2 separate regions of the Arabidopsis thaliana genome follow, and region 2 is linked to region 1. Evidence: chromatin contacts called from public ChIA-PET data. All regions are on one chromosome and are shown on one strand. Each heading gives the region's core, a stretch centred on a gene start, on an enhancer-like site or on the middle of the called end of the contact. The rest is flanking DNA. Distances are from core to core; before and after follow the strand shown.

Region 1 (4,296 bases), core at 1,242-3,741:
CCATGGAAGATCCTTCATTCTAAGATACGGAAGCTCCGGAACCGGTGAGTCTGCCTTAGTCTCTGCCATATGGAGAAGAGCAAGAAAAGTCAACAAAGATGAAGCAAACTAGAGATATATAAAAGTCAACAAAAGTGTACCTTGTAAAGAAAGATACCCTTTCTCTCGTAAAACATGAAACTTTGAGAAAGCGACGAAAGCTGAGAGGTTAACGGTTCGGAGAACAATCCTCGGGAAATTGAATTTCTCGGTTAAATCGTGAGTGAAGTACCAAAGAGCGTCAACAATCACACAAGCTGCTGTTGGTTCTTCAGATATAAGCTTCTTTAAGCAATCACCAAAAGGAGCAACACACTTGGAATTGAGGTCATGGAGAATCTCGATGACATCGGGATAGGATTCAGGTTCAGACAAGCTATCGGGGATGGATACGAAAGTGAAATGAGGGAAATTGGAAGAGTTTGGAGAGTTGAACTCAGTGTGGATCACAGTGATGGAGAAGCCTCTGTTGAAGAAGATGTTGGCGAGCTGAAACATTGGGTTTAAGTGACCTTGTAAAGGGAAAGGGAAGAGAAAGATCACTGGTTTTGTTTCTCTAGTCTCCATTTTTGTTGTGAATTTCTCTCTGTTTTAGGTCTTGTTCACACAGGTTTGGTTATTATAGATGTGTAAAGAACAACCAAGACAAAAGCTATACGTCAGAAAGATACGTCATTATGCTGATTCGATCTAAAGATATACTATTAAAATTGAGTCTACTTTTTGTTGTTAAATAATGACCAAATGCATGTGGGGTTATCAAATTTCTTACAAAACAATTCATGTTTATCTTTTATTTTATATGTGAAGGTGTTCAATTTGGTATTTTTCTGTTGCTAAATTTAGAAAAAAAGAAGTACAGATTGAGCTGTATAAATGTGGATTTTAGTTCATTTAAAACGCTTCTTTGGTTTAATTTTTAAATAAACTAATTCTTAAGTTTACAGAGTTTTCAAGAAAATAAAGTGTTCTTTTTCTTGTTCCATATGTTTCAGTTGTTGTTTGTGTGTGATAAAAAGTTAAACTCAGATAATTCAACAATTTGAATTCAGTTTTTTTTTGGATATATCATTATCATAGGATTCTGGTTCATCTTATGGCGTATGTAGTAGTCATTATCACTAGCTAGTTATGCTTTAAAATTGAATGATGTATACCAATATTTCGACCATAACTTAGAAAAAAAAACATTTGAGTTATCGATAATCTTAATCGTCTAATGATTAAGAATTTTTTTCGTTAGCTACGATATCCAATAAAAGTCAAATTCAAATTGGTATCCTAATATGAGTTTGTTACTTAGACTGTTATATAATTTTATTCGAAAGTGATGAATGCGAAAATGGTTTTTGTCGAACAAAAACAAAAGGTCAATGCCTTAAAAGGTGAGATGATGACAAAGCAGTGACTGTCATTACAACATAATTCCAAATGTGACTGACTTTGGATTTGGTTTATTTTAGTTTTGTGGACACAACTTGCTTTTATTCAAATCTTTTACTAGACTTGGATTATCTAACTAAGCTCATATTAATAATAGAAATTTTGGCCTGTACTCCTCCGGTGGTTATATGCGTCCACAGTGGGTTTTGTCAAGACACCAACATGAGTGCGAAAGTAGGCGAAAGGTCGATATCACTTGCGACGGTTTTTCATTTTTTTATTTTTTTGGGTTACAACATGTAATAAACGAGTTTAGATTTTTTTTGCTGAAAATAAACGAGTTTAGATGTGTAACACAACTGTTGATCACAAACCATTAAACTATAAAAAGTTATAGAAACTATTTCATTTTGAAGATCCAAAATTTTATCTATGCCCATTACAACATATTCCAGAGCATTCGACACTTTTTTCTGAATACTTTCTAGCTAGGCAATCAAATCTTCGTCTTCAAATCCTAAAAACATTTTTTTTATGAGAACATAACCAAATGGGTAATGGCCAAGTAGTAGTACAAATGGGTCGGTTTTTTTTTGTATCCCGAGTTCAATCATCTTTTCAGATGGAAAAACATTATTAAATAAGAATAGATTAAAAGTCTGTAATTTTCAGAATTATTAAAAAAAAGAGTATACTATTATTTGTCTACTCATTAAATTTGATTGAACTCATAAATTCTTTCATGAGTTTTTTTGATATAGGAATAATAAAATTAAAATCAAGCTGATATGCTTTTTCTTAAATATTTAACCAAGTAAATTGTTTATTTAATTTAAATTATTATAATACGGAAATAAATTTCTTACTTCAAAAGTTTTTTTAAAATTTAGTTTACATTAAAATTTCAAGATAAAAAATACATGGTTTATGTTTAACCGAATTTAAAGTGAAGTAATATTAAGTAAAAAAAAAGATATCTTAACTGTATATTGTAGATTTACTCAGAAAAGATATGAAATTATCTTAATTAAGAGATAACTCATTACTATTTATACTCAGCAACACAAGCTTACACGTGTCAACTTGACATCAGAGAAAACGCAGAGAAGGCGAACACTAACAGAGAACGTGGAGAGACGCAACAAAGCCTGGATCAATCATCATCTTCATCAATTTCCAGATTCAGATTCCAAATCTCCGAAGCTTAACGAAAACAATGGCGGCAGAACCTAACCCTAAGAATTTCCCTGTCCTCTCTTATGTCTTGGCTCGTCTCCCTTCTTTCACCGCCAAATCCCCTTCCTCCTCCGTTCCTCCCTTCGACATCGAACAACCACCACCATCATCATCATCATCATCGATTGAGATCGTCACTCAGATGCCTCACTTAACACAACCAGATGTTCTCGCTTCAATGACAAGTGCGATCTCTGACGTCGCCGAGACTCGATCTATCCTTCGAACCCTAGGACCTAGACCAGATCACGAATCAGTCGATAAGGCTCGTGCTAAACTCTCGGAAATCGAATCGTTCTTATCTGAATCGTTCGAGGATATCGCGTTAACCGATGCGGCGGCGAAAGATGAGAAGAGGAGACAAGAGATGGATCAGGAGAAGACTTGGTGTGAGTCGATTTTGAAGCTTGATGAGGTTCATGCTTCGTATGAGAAGCTTTTGAAAGAAGCAGAGGAGAGGCTTGTTAGGATTTATGAATCTGCTGAGAAGAATGCGGCGGAGGATGAGGAGAATGTTGCGGCTGTGGAGGTTAATGAGGAGGTTGTTGGGATATTGCAGCATGCTTCTGCTAATCCGGTGGATCGTGTTGATTTGTCTGGGAGGAAACTGAGGTTGCTACCTGAAGCTTTTGGGAGGATTCAAGGGTTGCTTGTTCTTAATCTCTCCAACAATAAGCTTGAGGTTAGTTCCAATACAAATTCAAAATAAAAAATTTGCTGCATTGTTACTTATTTTGATCCACTCTCCCGAATGGAATTAAGCTGATTTGTGTTCTCTGGTGGGGTCTGAATCTCTTCTGTGCTTGTCTGTGTTAAAAGGATGGAACTTTGGTTTAGGATTTGAGAATTTAGTACTCGTTAGTGTAGCTTAAAGGTAACATTTTTGGGCACTATACTCTGGTTGATGAGTAATCCCTTAGATAATAAAGAGGGATCACAATGTTACTTGTTCTCTTTTTTTGTTATCTTGGTGATGAACAAGAACAATGCCTTTTTTAATGTGATTCTAAGTGATTCTGCATAAGGACGTCTAGTATGTGTGTACAATGTGATTCGAAGTAATTCCGGTATGTGTGTGCTTGTTTTGTTTTGCATCTTAGATTTTGGCCGGTAGTATATGTAGAGATCCTGGTATGTATGTGCGTGTTTGCTTGTTTTGGTTCTGCATCTTTGATATTGCCTGTTGTATAAAATCTTCAAAGGAATAGGAGTCTTAGAACGCCTAAAAACTGTGTCCAGTTAGTTAGTTAGTGAAAGAGAAGCTACATGTTAAATATTCGCTGTGGTATATCATTTTGGCTTTTGCCAGCGATTGCTGCTGATGTCCATGCTAGCTCTTTTCTTGATAGTTCTGAGGTAGAATCTATGGCTCGAGCTGAATTAGTATTTCTGGATTTCTTAGTGATTAGTGAAAAGTTCAGTTGCTGAGTGTCACTTGTCTTACCTGACTGAGGTTTATGTGCAACAGTCGATTCCTGATTCAATTGCTGGATTGCATAGTCTTGTTGAACTGGATGTCTCCACGAATTCTCTGGAGACATTACCTGATTCCATCGGTTTACTGTCCAAACTAAAAATCCTGAATGTTTCGACTAACAAGCTCACATCCTTGCCTGACTCCATCTGCCGCTGTGGGTA
Region 2 (4,296 bases), core at 470-2,969, 36 kb before region 1:
AATTTTGTGACTTTATTCAATAAATCCACTCCAACATGCTTTTTCTAGCAGACTAACACTAAGCAAGTGGATTAGTGATAATTAATTTTTGACCCCATAAGTTTATGAGAATCCACGTGGCAAGAATCCACTTAAATCACCGAGAAATTCAGCATCTAATAAAACCCTTTTGAATTTGTCGGGCTCCAAAATTCTAGCTCAAAACGGTTCGACACGTGTATAAACATTAACCAATTAGATAACGGACACGTGCATAACAACAGACGTACCTGATGAAAACCGCGTTCTTCGGTGAACGGAACGCCGATCTCGCTGATGCAAGACGCGATTCTCTGATCAGAACCGTAAAAATAGAAATAACGTTGGAGACAATCATCCATCGCGGCGGCCAAACGCGCCGCTAATGGACGGCTCAGAGCGAAACCACCGCCGCCAAACGCCATATCGTACGCGTGCATCACGTCTTGCTCGACGCTCTCTGAGTTTCCTCCGATGTACCACATCTGCTCGTGGTCGTACTTTGAGAGAACCTTGACGAGATTCTCGGTGAAGAAGACGGTATCGTCATCTCCCATGACGAACCACCGGACATTTGGTAGATTTAACCGATAACTATCCCAGATTATACGAGCGATTCGAACCGCGGCTCTTGAGCTGGAGAATTTGAATCGAGTCCAGCCTGGATCAGAAACTCGAGTCGGGATCGAGAATCTGACATCGGAGTGATTTTCAGGGATTTTCACCGGTTCATCGAGCCAGACGAAGCCACGTGTCGTGTTTCGCCACCATAAGGAGATGTACTGGCTCCGATCGATCCATGTCTCAGCTGCTCCGGCGATAGAGAAGAAGATATGGGAGATATTGGTTGGTCCGACGGATGCGGACGGAGGGAGAGCTATGGCTTTTTGAGGTACGGCGGTTAATTTGAGACCGTAGGTGGTGGAATAGTCTCGAGCGGAAGGGGATAAAAAAGTGGCGCGGAGAACAAGAGATACGGAGACGATGAGGCACGTGAGGACGGAGAAACGTGTGAAAAGCACGAGGTAATCACGTGGCCGCTCCGGCATGAAGAAGAAACTGGAAAGCTTTAGAGCCTCGTGTTGGCCGTGCTCTCCGCCGCCGCGATTTGCTTTCATATCTTATTTTTTGTGGAAAATCACTCCGGCGTGAAGGAATTGATATTATTCATCACCGGAGATGGGTTAAGTTTACGGGATTGCCCTCTGCATACGCCGCGGGAATGGAGTTTCTGTTACAAATTTACGGAATTACCCCTACGGTGGCTGGATTATTGTTTTGTTTTTTATTTTTAGAAGCTGTTTTTTTTTTGTTTTGCCTTTTTTGGAGTGACAAGCTCTGTGGGATTACACATAAAATGAGAGACGAAGAAGAAGAGGTAGCCACGTGAATAAGATAAAAATGACAGAGTTGTCCTCAGCTTTAGTCAACGATGTGACGACTTTCGAATACTTGTTAATAGATTGTTTTGAAACTCTTTCGAATATATTTGTTAATAGATCGTTTTTCAAGTATAACAGAAGATTATTGCAACCAAATTGCTATCGACTAATAAATAAATTGCCAAGGAGAATATGGTTAAAATGTGTGTTTGAGCTAAAATTAAATATGTAGCAGAATAATAAAATACACTGAAAATTGGATATAGACGAACATACGTGGAAACAACAACAATAGATCAACTCACATCTTTTGGATCATGATTGAAACAAAGATATAATTAAGAATGCTAATATACATGCTTTGATGAATCATGCCTTCTTTTGAAAATCAGTTTATATAATATAAACGCGCACGTCGATGCAAGTCGCCAAATTGTTTTTTTTCCATAAAGTTAAAGTGAATCACGAACGCGTTTTCTTGTTTACGTACAAAATGGGGAGGGGCCGAGTCACAAAATGAATGGGTGCAGTACTGCAGTGCAATCTTAGCTTTTCTATGTCCCTCAAGGCCCAGTACTACATTCAAAATGTGAAATCAACAGTAAATCGATCTTGTGCTGCTGCTTTACAATTTATTTTCTCTCCACAAAGAGTAAATAAAGTTTTCACATGTAGATTTATGAGATAATGTACATAAAGAAAGGCTAATTAAAGACTGAACTAGCTCATGTAACTAACTCTGTCTCTCGTAATAACTCAAAAGAGTATACCTTGCCATCGTTTACTAGATAAACCATTTAAGAAGAAATTAAAGAAGCAGCAAAGAGTAAAGTATTTAATATACATGGCAAAGAATAGCATTTGTTATACCCAATAGACTACAGTTGCCTAAATTGAAAAAAGGCACGTCTCTTAGAGTCCATTGCTTAATAAGAGCCCATTGTAGGCATTTCACTATTGAGTGGACTCTCTCCGAATTGGGTTTATCTTTAACAAACTTGATCCAAATCGATGTTTGTTACTTCATCCTTGTGGGTCTGTATCGTCTCATATCTCTTATGTCGCTTGACTTAGGTGCATATTTGTTAGGGGCTTCTTTTATGGCCCAACGAAAAGTTAAAATATCTGTCTGCTTCTTTTGTGTGCACGCATTTTAAACTTTGCTTTGAGCTTATAGGACCTCAAAGCCGGCACTATATATCCAAATATTATCGATCAATGCAAGAATTGTCGCTAATTAGATGGTTTAAGCAATTGATCTATTCCTAAGAGATTCACATTATTGATCATGGAATAGAATTTACAGAGAATGGGGTAGGTCCTACACCGTCCCAAGTTCTTAAGTAGAAAACAAATCGAATAATTATTTTTAAAAAATTGTGTCGTTTGCTTGCATGTTAGGAAAATGTCATCGTGCATGCCGAATCCACGGAAATATAAAAATATTTTACGCACGCAAATGTCAAAAAGCAGACGCAATTAAATAGGTAACAGTTTTATTTATTTATTTATTATTAATTTATCTTCAAAATATCAAAATCGTCGTTAACTATTCACAAGTGATCTATTGGTTCAATGTTTTGTTATCTTAATTGAGTCATTCCATTGAGATTTCAATAACAATAATTTTGAATATTGAAAATTTAGTTTACAATATTACCCGGTAGAATCCTACTAAGCCGAGAATTAATAATATATATGTGGAATCTCCAATTATAAAAATGAGAACCTTTTTTTTGGGTAAGAGAACGCATAGAAAGAAGTTTTCCTTGTCATGACTCATATGGAAAGAAGTTTCGAAGACATCTAATGTAAGGTTACGTGTACAAAATAGTACAAATATTTTAGTCTCCCCTAATCGAATATTTAATGTAATCAACCTAACTGGCCAACTCTTATAATTATTGACTAATACAAAAACGAAAGTGAAGAGTCGTCATTCATTAAACGAACAAAAAACATGCATAACGTGTCTAGCGAGACCGGTCGAATTTGCGATGTGTTAGGTTCGTGCCGGTGATCTCTTCTTACAAGTTTCGTTTCTTTGGGTATGACCGTCACGTGGCGGTACTAGTGGTAGGTCTGTTTCATGACAGCTTCAAACTGCAACGTGTCGTAGTATAGTTCGATTGTCGTGCTTTATAGCTGTTCCAAGCTTGGTGAGATTAGAACTGCTCTCTTTAACCAAAGAGGACGTGTGTAAACATCCTATAGCTTATCAAAAAATATCAAGATGAAATTCAATATTCTATTTTTGAAAAGAAAAGAAGAAATTCAATATTCTATTAGTATCATATTATATATTTATATTATATGCTACCATAGAATCTATAAACAGAGAGAAATTTGTTTTCAATCTTTGCATATTGTCACCACATTTATAGGATGTTATCAATTCTTCCAGATTCAAAATTTATTGAGACAAAATAATAACAGCTAATGTACATGTTTTCGATTCGAACATTTATACATGTTTGATATTTACAATATGGAACTAATGTTAGGATCTCAAACATGTAAAACGTTTAGCAAAGTAAATATTTATAACCTTGTAAAACTACTGAACCATAAAAATCTGTCAAAAACATTCGATAAGAAACTTTTCATCGAATGATCAAATGGGTATAAATTAAGATTCCAAAAGATAGAGGCTATAATTGATGATTAGAAAATATTTCGAGGATTCAAAGAACAAATAGGGAAACAAAAAAAGAAAATATGATGGAAACGTGGAGAAGCGCCGAATTCGAGTCATGGAGAAGTCACCGAGGAAGCATCTTACAGTATCCACGTCAGACTAAACACGTGTCGATCAAGCCTCGCCTTGGAGGCTTAAACTAAAAAAAAAAAAAAAGACAAAACAAGATACTTTGTCAGTTTCAGAGTACTTAAAGAA

Evidence for each region. ChIA-PET counts read pairs in DNA pulled down with a chosen protein or histone mark.
Region 2: a contact with region 1 is called in an H3K4me3 ChIA-PET map of shoot, with 10 read pairs. The contact joins the promoter of AT3G11420 here to the promoter of PIRL9 in region 1. A contact is called at or near these places in 5 of 26 Hi-C or Micro-C datasets (leaf, root, rosette leaf and 2 more) and 1 of 2 datasets of contacts at active chromatin or transcription factors (shoot).

The regions. Positions count from the first base shown.
Region 1 is chr3:3,553,038-3,557,333 of TAIR10.1, reverse strand. PIRL9 (plant intracellular ras group-related LRR 9) reads left to right here and starts at 2,491. Exons shown (of 3, transcript NM_111967.4): 1 at 2,491-3,340; 2 at 4,127-4,293. The coding sequence starts at 2,639. UGT76B1 (UDP-Glycosyltransferase superfamily protein) reads right to left here and starts at 780. Exons shown (of 2, transcript NM_111968.4): 1 at 141-780; 2 at 1-62. The coding sequence starts at 606.
Region 2 is chr3:3,588,674-3,592,969 of TAIR10.1, reverse strand. AT3G11420 (beta-1,3-N-acetylglucosaminyltransferase lunatic protein, putative (DUF604)) reads right to left here and starts at 1,719. Exons shown (of 3, transcript NM_111975.5): 1 at 270-1,719. The coding sequence starts at 1,136. It overlaps AT3G02395 (a long non-coding RNA gene), which reads left to right and starts at 4,146. Exons shown (of 1, transcript NR_140907.1): 1 at 4,146-4,296. AT3G02405 (a long non-coding RNA gene) reads left to right here and starts at 3,163. Exons shown (of 1, transcript NR_140908.1): 1 at 3,163-3,547. It also overlaps AT3G11415.